3 separate regions of the Mus musculus genome follow, and all the other regions are linked to region 3. The links are chromatin contacts, called in public Hi-C maps. All regions are on one chromosome and are shown on one strand. Each heading gives the region's core, a stretch centred on a gene start, on an enhancer-like site or on the middle of the called end of the contact. The rest is flanking DNA. Distances are from core to core; before and after follow the strand shown.

Region 1 (2,701 bases), core at 45-2,544, 260 kb before region 3:
CCTATAGCAGTGGTTCTCAGCCTGTAGGACACTATCTTTTTAGAGATTGCATATCAGCTATCCCATATATCAGCTATTTAAATTACTATTTGTAACAGTGGCAAAATTACAGTCATGAAGTAGCAACAAAATAATTTATGGTTTGGTGACCACCACAAGATGTATTAAGAGAGCCACTGTCCTGGAGACATGGTTGCCAGACCCTAGCACCTCCCAATCCAGCATTCTCTATGTGCAGGCTGCCACCAGGGAGAATACAAGGCCTGGAGTGGGTGAGATTGTCTCTTAAAGACTCAAGGACAGAACAATTTTTGGAGAGTGACATTCTGGAATAATCAGCAGGAAGTACCCCTTGACCCCGGGCCATGAGCACCTTGATCTTGAAGAGAAATTCAGACATGTCAAAGCATCTTCTCCATCATGTTGGGGTGGGGAGTGCATGATTACACATCATAAGGCAAACTAACGTTTGAAACAAAAGTCAAAGAGAAAACGGAAACCACATTTAGCGCCAAAAATTTGCCTCAAATTGTTATACACTTATTACATATAAGCCACAAGCTTGACTCAGATTTTTAGAGAATGGGGGGGGGCGTGTAATCTCCCTGTGAGCTCAATATCCAGTGCTCAGCTAAGTGTCTCTTCTTGGGGAAGACAGAGCAGCGAATGAGAAAGTAGCCCCTCAGTAGCCTGACCGAAAGAAGGTGGGCTTTGCTTAATGAACTGTACAACAATGTCACCATCACACTGATGGGCACTGGGAATGTGTGCATTTCTCAGCATCCTCTCAGAGGCCACCCGGACACTCACCCCAAGCCCAGCTCCAAAGGGTAGCAACTAAACCAGCTGAAGAAAGTCTACACCTTTATGTAAAAAAGACCAAGAGCACAGGAAACCCTTCCAAGGCAGCTCCACATTCCTTCCACCTTTACAGAGACCAATGTATGAAAACATTTTCAGAACACCTGTCCATCTATGGGTAAGTTCTTAAAAAGTGGGCACACTAATTGCAATAATCTACTGCAGTTTTTGAAACATTTGTTCAGCAGTCTTTGAAGACAAAAAAGCAAATTGTTTTCATTTGGTGGAAAAGCTGGTGATAAATTAAGGTTTCCCATGCCCCATAGAAAATGCCTTTTTGTTTTATTTCCAAATCTCTCCCGGTCGACATGCAGGGAGACATATTTATGAAGAAAGCAAAACAGATGATCTGGCCGCATTGCTGAAAGAGGGATGCATCTGTCTCCAAGCACTGCAAGCCACTTAGCCACGATAAATCTTCCCAGCCCACAGACATTAGCATGCCACAATTCTGAGTGTGCTCCCTGAAGAGCTCATTCGCACTACTTACCTTAGGTACTCTCAAGGCCCCCAGCATCCCACAACCCCTCCTCCCCTGCTTACTGTGGTTCATGCCTCTGGATACCAACATACCCACAGTCCCTTGCAATTGGTGAGGTCAGGGTTCTTCTTCTCAAGCATTACCCTCTTAATCTTTTTGCAGATCTCCAAGTTCACATACTTTGTTCTCTTTTAATGGACTCTGACCTCCCTCAGGAATGAAAGAATAAGTGGTAGAATTTTAAATGGGTTCTACTCATCTGCTATCCTTAATGTAACATTACATAAATAGCCCCAGGGACCAGATGAGACACTGCTATGGCCAGTATACAGTCTCTGGGAGGCAGCACCAAGGCCTGCTTGCTATACATAAGTCAGCCAAAGTACCACACTCAGGCCGATGTTCTTCTAGGGCCAGATGAGCCAGAAAGTATTGCTAAATCTGAGAGCTCAAGGGTCCTCTGCAGGCCTTCTAGGGGGAGCAAGGTTTGGGGCCAGAAGGAGTAAGGATATTGATACAAAACCATCTTCAAGTTATTTTTATGGAATTCCTCTTTCTAAACGGTTTAAAAAGACAGCAAAGCCTTCCCTTCCAACAAGTTGAGAGGACAAATGGAAAAGCCATCTTCTTGGCCTCGTTCCTATTTTAGCAGGCCAGGAGTCAAGCAAAGCTATTTTTATTCGGTGGTAAATCAGAATTCATTTGCTATAGTTGCCATAACAAAGCACCACAGATTGTATGATTTATTCACAAAAAAAATTACTGTCTCATAGAACTGGAAAGCCGAAGTCCAAGCTTTAGTTGTTGGGCAAGGTATCAGCAAGGCTGGTTTCTTCTAATGCCCTTCACACAAACATTTAGCTCTCTGGCTTCCCCATGTCTTCTCTTGTCCTCTTCCCCCGTATTTATGTCTACACTGAGGTTGTCATAAGAGCTCCAGACCTGGGGCAAAATCACACACTTCCCCGGGATCTCATCTGAACTTCATTGCCTCTTCAATAACCTTGTCTCCAAATGGGGTAGCATTCTTGAACACTGAGACTTATGCTTCAACATATAATAAGAGAAACAAGCACAGTTCATGCCATAATAGGCCAAAATCTCACACCCTAAACACTCTCATGGAGCACAAAGATGAGACAGGGAAGAGGAGAGAGCACACTGACGACTGTCGTGCGTGTAGGGTTAATTACTGTTCTCAGCAACTGGAACTCAGTCCCACTGGGGAGTTCCAAGATAGCAGGATCATGAACTGTCCAAGAGCTGTGCTAATTTCAGAGGAGGGGGTGTAAGTATTTATGCAGTGATTCTATCCCAGAAATTCTATGGAAGTTTATATATCTTTTTATGCATGTATGT
Region 2 (2,700 bases), core at 37-2,536, 370 kb before region 3:
TGGACTTCTTCAAGAATAGAAATATTATACAAATGAATAAATAGATAGATAACAATAAAAATGCCCGTGTTGATCATCTAAACTCAAAAGAGTGCAGTAAAACAACCTATACTTTCAGAGCCTTGGAAAGAAAATATCCTTCAGTTTCAATTTTCAATTATCAAACCTTGATAACAGCTTACGCACTTAGAATTTTAACGAGGGGAAATAAAGGATTACAAATTGATAGACAAATAATTACACATATTTAAATATTCTAGATACCAAAAGGCTATCTAGAACGGTGTGAATTAAAAAGAAACCAGCAAGAAGAGCTGTGGGTTTGGGGAACAAGTCACGGAGACAGCTGGGCATGTTCTAGGACTATGATCCCGGGGTTACGAAATCCTTTTGGGTGGGGCACTTGTGTGTCAAGTATCGATCTTTTTTTCCAGACATAATATTTGCACACTTTACAACTTATGCATGTATATAACGACCAAATAGAGTATTATTCAGTCAATAATGGAGTCCTTCTGTTTGCATCAGCACCAATAAGTGGCAGGTGCTGTTTTAAAACCACGACCTTATTTAGAGGCAGAAGAACCAGAGACGGAGTCTGGCTGGACTTCAGCAACCAGGAACAGAACTTCTCAGGACAAAAGCACTAAGAATCACAGCATTCTTCCAAGACATTGGCTCTCAGCTAGTACAGGAATTCTGTCTGAGACCCAAAGAGGTGTGGCTCAGAATCATGAAAGTTAGCAGATTCTGATATCTGCTTTAAAGTTCCAAGGCAGCCAGCATAAAGCGAGACTCCTGAGTTCCATTTTCCAAGAAACCTTTTGCTGGGCACTCTGCAGAAGTAATCTTAAACTGGGCCTGCTGCAGCCACAAGTTCATGTTCTAGTACAAACTACTCTAGCCTCTCTGAGCTGGAAAGCCCGCCCCCACTATAACCATAGCAACGCTGACACCAATGCGCCGGTGAGCCGGGAACCGCCCCCTCCCTAACAGATATTGTTTCCCATCCTCTGTCCACATGGGCGCACTGCCTCACTATTGGTCTGTGGCCCAGGACTGTGCCTTGCTCCCACCAATAAAGGTCCTGTGCACGTGCACTATGGTGTCTCCCGATTGGTGAAGCCCTCCTGATCACGCACCACCGTCCTGCTCAGCCTGGTGTGGGGGCGCCAATGAAATGACTAAGTGGCCATGTACAGCCAATGGGAAAGAAGCAGGTTTCGCGACTGGCCAATGGCAGTGCTCTGTAGGCGGGCCGTGTCAGCCCCTTTCCAGTCCCAGTGGGGTGTGTTAAAGAGACAGGGCCCCAGTGCGGGTGTTTCACCCGGCTGGGCGCTGTGGCCGTAGTGGCCCTGGGTGTGCGGCCGGCGCCCGTGACAGCAGCGTCGCGGAGCCGGCTACCCCGACCTGGGGCCACTGCGGATCTTGGTGGCAGAGCCGCATCGCCTGGCGGAATGGGAGGCGAGGCGGGAGCCGATGGTCCTCGGGGCCGTGTCAAGAGCTTGGGGCTAGTGTTCGAAGATGAGAGCAAGGGCTGCTACTCAAGCGGCGAGACAGTGGCCGGGCACGTGCTGCTGGAGGCGGCAGAGCCGGTGGCCCTGCGCGGACTGCGCCTGGAGGCCCAGGGCCGTGCCACCTCTGCCTGGGGCCCGAGCGCTGGGGCCAGGGTCTGCATCGGTGGGGGCTCTCCCGCAGCCTCCTCAGAAGTGGAATACTTGAACCTGCGGTTGAGTCTGCTGGAGGCCCCAGCTGGTGAGCTTGGAGATCCCCAGGGAGGGGGGCGGGAAGGGGCGCGTCCCTGGGTGCTGGGTGGCACTGAGGGAAGCTTCTGGAAGGGGAGTCATCTGCTGTCACGGGGGAAGGGCAGGAGGCCAAGCCTGTGCCCCTACCTGGCTTCTAGGAGGAGGCCAGACCCTTTTGTGTTGGTGTGTACCTTTGAACTTAGCTTCCTGCGATCTTCTAGTAACCTATTACAGAATCGTTGCCATGGAAACCCGCCATCTGACTGTCTGGGTTCTAGGTCCTTCCTCACCTGGAGGCATGGAAGGTGGAATTGGTGACATTCTGTTATGTGGTGCCCAGAGTTTGATGGCCTGCTGCTCCTGCCTGTCCTGGCCCTAGACACTCCCGGGTTCATGATGATTTACAGAAAACTAAATCTTGGGAAAAGGGAAGTGGTACTTGGGTAGTTCGAGAGAAGTGTCTCCTCACTGGGGAACATGAATCTCACTAAGAGCCATCCATTGCTGTAGCTCCCCTTCCTCTTACCTCTCCCCATTCAGAAAGGCCTTTGCAGACAATGCCTGCCATCTGGGCCATTTCTGACTTTTCCAGAAGTGCCCATGCATATGTATGTTGGGTTCATGTGATTGCATTTCATCATGAAAATGCTAGTAACCGTGAGTCAGTCTTCTCTCAGTGGAAACTATTGTAAACTTCTATCTGTCTGCCTCATCATCTTGGACCTATCAAATGCCTTAAGCTTACTACCTAGTGCATCGTATCCTCCTGTGGAGAAGTACAATGGTGTCCAGATAAATCCTCAAATATGTGCCTAACGAGAGCTGTATTTTGGATAATGGGGTGTGGCAGGTGAGAGCTCTACCTGCTTTAATGTCCTTTCCTCACTGTGGATTCCAGGAGTCTTTTCTCCCAGTGATTAATAACCAACAAGGATGTTAAAGGTGGCTGACTGGA
Region 3 (2,719 bases), core at 137-2,636:
ATGGGGCCCTAGATGGAGCTTCCAGATGCACAGCATGTCCTGGGGCCTTGTGGCTCCTTTGTGGCCCAGATGGCAATGAGTGGAGATGAATCCCGACAAGCCCTCCAGCAGGAGAAGCCTCCTCCACAGGGACACCAGGGCTTCCTGCAGCCTCTACTACTTGATCCTTGAGGGCAGTGGCTTTAAGGGAGAAGACATAGAATCAGGCCTGTTTGAAACCCTACCCCTTCTATGGGACTGCAAACCCCTTCAGCTCCTTGGGTCCTTTCTCTAGCTCCTTCATTGGGGACCCTGTGCTCCATCCAATGGATGGCTGTGAGCATCCACTTCTGTATTTTCTCAGGCACTAGCAGAGCCTCTCTCTCAGGAGACAGCTTTATCAGGCTCCTGTCAGCAAGCTCTTGTTGCAAAGGATGGCCTAGTCGGTCATCAATGGGAGGAGAGGCCCTTGGTCCTGTGAAGGTTCTATGCCCCAGTATAGGGGAATGCCAGGGCCAGGAAGCAGGAGTGGGTGGGTTGTGGAGCAGGGGGAGGCAGGAGGGGGATAGGGGATTTTCGGAGGGGAAACTAGGAAAGGGAATAACATTTGAAATGTAAATAAAGAAAATAGGAAAGAAAAGAAGAAAGGAAGAAAGAAAGAAAGAAAGAAAGAGAGAGAGAGAGAGAGAGAGAGAGAGAAGGAAGGAAGGAAGGAAGGAAGGAAGGAAGAAAGAAAGAAAGAAAGAAAGAAAGAAAGAAAGAAAGAAAGAAAGAAAGAAAGAAAGAAAGAGGAAAGAAAGAAAGAAAGAAAGAAAGAAAGAAAGAAAGAAAGAAAGAAAGAAAGAAAGAAAGGAAAGGAAAAGGAGGGAGGGAGGGAGGGAGGGAGGGAGGGAGGGAGGGAGGGAGGGAGGGAGGGAGGGAGGTCTGAGAAAAAAAAAAAAGAAGAAGCCTGAGCCCTGCCCTCCCTCCCTCCCTGTGGTTCAGGCCTGAGCGTCCAGTGTTTCCCATCTGTGAACCGGACACTGTGTTCTCGTCCTCCTAGCTGCAGAGAGGCTGGATTCCATGAGGTAGTTTGGGTGGGTGTCTTTATGCTTATTACTATCATGGGTTTGTCACTGAGTCACCCAGCAGCCCCCTACAGCCCCACGCTCAGTCTCTGCATCCACACTGTGCTCTGGCACAAACTAATCTAAGCCCAGTTCCAGCCTGACCCTATCACCCCACTTCCCCCACACACTCCCATGCCCAAGCCCAAATAGGACTTTTTTTCTCTAGAGGCCTTCTAGGGGGTCCCTGGCCAATATCAACTTCATCAAAGCTGGCACAAAAAGAGGAGGCATTCGATCAGATCAGAAAGCTCCCTGTAAAAGAAAATAGCCTATCTCCGCTTCTCTAACTGCTCCTCCACCCGGCTGAAGCTAGTACTGTGGACAGGGAGATCTGTAACATTCTACATGGCTTTCCTGCTACAATCCCACAGTTGCCCCCAGCCAAAGCCTCGTGACTTTATATCATTTCCTGGGTATCTTAGTGAAATAGGCCTCAACTCACAGTGGCGCGTCGTTTTGGTTTTTTTTTTTTTTTTAACTAGGACTCCGGTGGGATCCAGGAAAACCTTATTAGAATCGATGTGCAGAGTCCGCAGGGAAGTGCAGCAGCGCCATCTAGTGGCAATTCTTGCTCCATGCATCTCCTGGACCGTCAAGATCAACTCGCATAGTAAATTACATTTTACAGTTTTAAACCTACCAGCTTCTGCTTCCACCTCCGTATGGAAGGCAAAAACAAAACTAATCACAAAAACCTACTTGTCTTGTTATTGCTAAGGGTCCTAAAGGGGCCGCTGTAGCCAGGTTCCCTCAATTTTCAGGCGGGTCATGGGCCTGATGCTGGAGGCCTTCCAGAAGATTGCATCCTTGGGTAAAAACTCAGAGAGTACACAGGAGCTCAGCCAGAACTCTGGGCTGCCGTCTGTCTAGGGTAGGGCCTAGGAATCCACTTCCCTACCTAGGCTACTGCTACTTCTGTCAGCACAGTTGCAAAGCTCTTCCGCAAAGGTCTGCGCTGATCTTGCTCTGGCTGGACTGGCAAAGTTCTGTGGTTCTCAGCCTGTGACTCTTTAGGAAAAGCTCAGGGACAGAAGAAAGGGATGGCAACAGTGCTAAGCACTGGACCTGTCTTTCCTAATCCCACACAGCAGGCAGGACCACCATGGGGTAATGGCAGGCCCAGACCTTGGTCACAAAGGCAATAGGATCCAAACACAGCACCCAAGTAGCCGGCGAAGCCTTTAAGGGCCACCACCTGCATTCCCAGAACCTTGGCAAGGTGGACATCTTTACAGCACTTGTACCAGAGGCGGTCTGTGCTAAGATCTATCTCCACAGCACAGCTTCTGCCCTGGTTCAACCAACACCATTCCATCTGTCCTTCCTTATACTACAGTCCTCAGCACCAAGTTCTGTCTGGCACTTGGGCCAAAAGATGGCTCCGGTGTGTTCATGCAGTCAGGAGCGGTCAATACTCTGAGAGCCTGCCCTCTGATACACACAGCCAAACTGGGGGAAAAATAATTCTCTGAGTGGGATTATGCATTAAGGGCCTTATTAATAAGCACAGCACCTAAGGCTCATGAGAGTGTCCTGATCGGATTTAAAATGTGAAGGAAAAACTGCAGTCTGCCCCAGATACTATTTAACTTCATAACAGCAAAGTAGCAAAATGTAATTTTTAACTTTTA

Evidence for each region. A called contact is a pair of places that touch in the nucleus more often than the background predicts.
Region 1: a contact with region 3 is called in a Hi-C map of uterus, with 5 times the contacts expected there. The contact joins two enhancer-like sites. A contact is called at or near these places in 5 of 484 Hi-C or Micro-C datasets (cerebral cortex, cortical neurons, nephron progenitors and 1 more).
Region 2: a Hi-C map of uterus shows a contact between it and region 3. The contact joins the promoter of Arrdc4 here to the enhancer-like site in region 3. A contact is called at or near these places in 1 of 39 promoter capture datasets (embryonic stem cells), 1 of 15 datasets of contacts at CTCF or cohesin (the NIH/3T3 cell line), 7 of 484 Hi-C or Micro-C datasets (the HL-1 cell line, LSK cells, cortical neurons and 2 more) and 4 of 115 datasets of contacts at active chromatin or transcription factors (astrocytes and embryonic stem cells).

The regions. Positions count from the first base shown.
Region 1 is chr7:68,631,359-68,634,059 of GRCm38.p6, reverse strand. No RefSeq gene overlaps it. Among named protein-coding and RNA genes, the nearest start is that of Arrdc4, 120 kb to the left of the region's middle. Within about 2 kb of position 1,294, at least 2 of the 459 cell types and tissues checked have an H3K27ac peak or open chromatin away from gene starts, as enhancers often do. A contact at or near this core is called in uterus, where this site is marked.
Region 2 is chr7:68,747,824-68,750,523 of GRCm38.p6, reverse strand. It overlaps Arrdc4 (arrestin domain containing 4), which reads left to right and starts at 1,286. Exons shown (of 8, transcript NM_001042592.2): 1 at 1,286-1,755. The coding sequence starts at 1,458.
Region 3 is chr7:68,373,123-68,375,841 of GRCm38.p6, reverse strand. No RefSeq gene overlaps it. Among named protein-coding and RNA genes, the nearest start is that of Gm16158, 21 kb to the right of the region's middle. Within about 2 kb of position 1,386, at least 30 of the 459 cell types and tissues checked have an H3K27ac peak or open chromatin away from gene starts, as enhancers often do. A contact at or near this core is called in uterus, where this site is marked.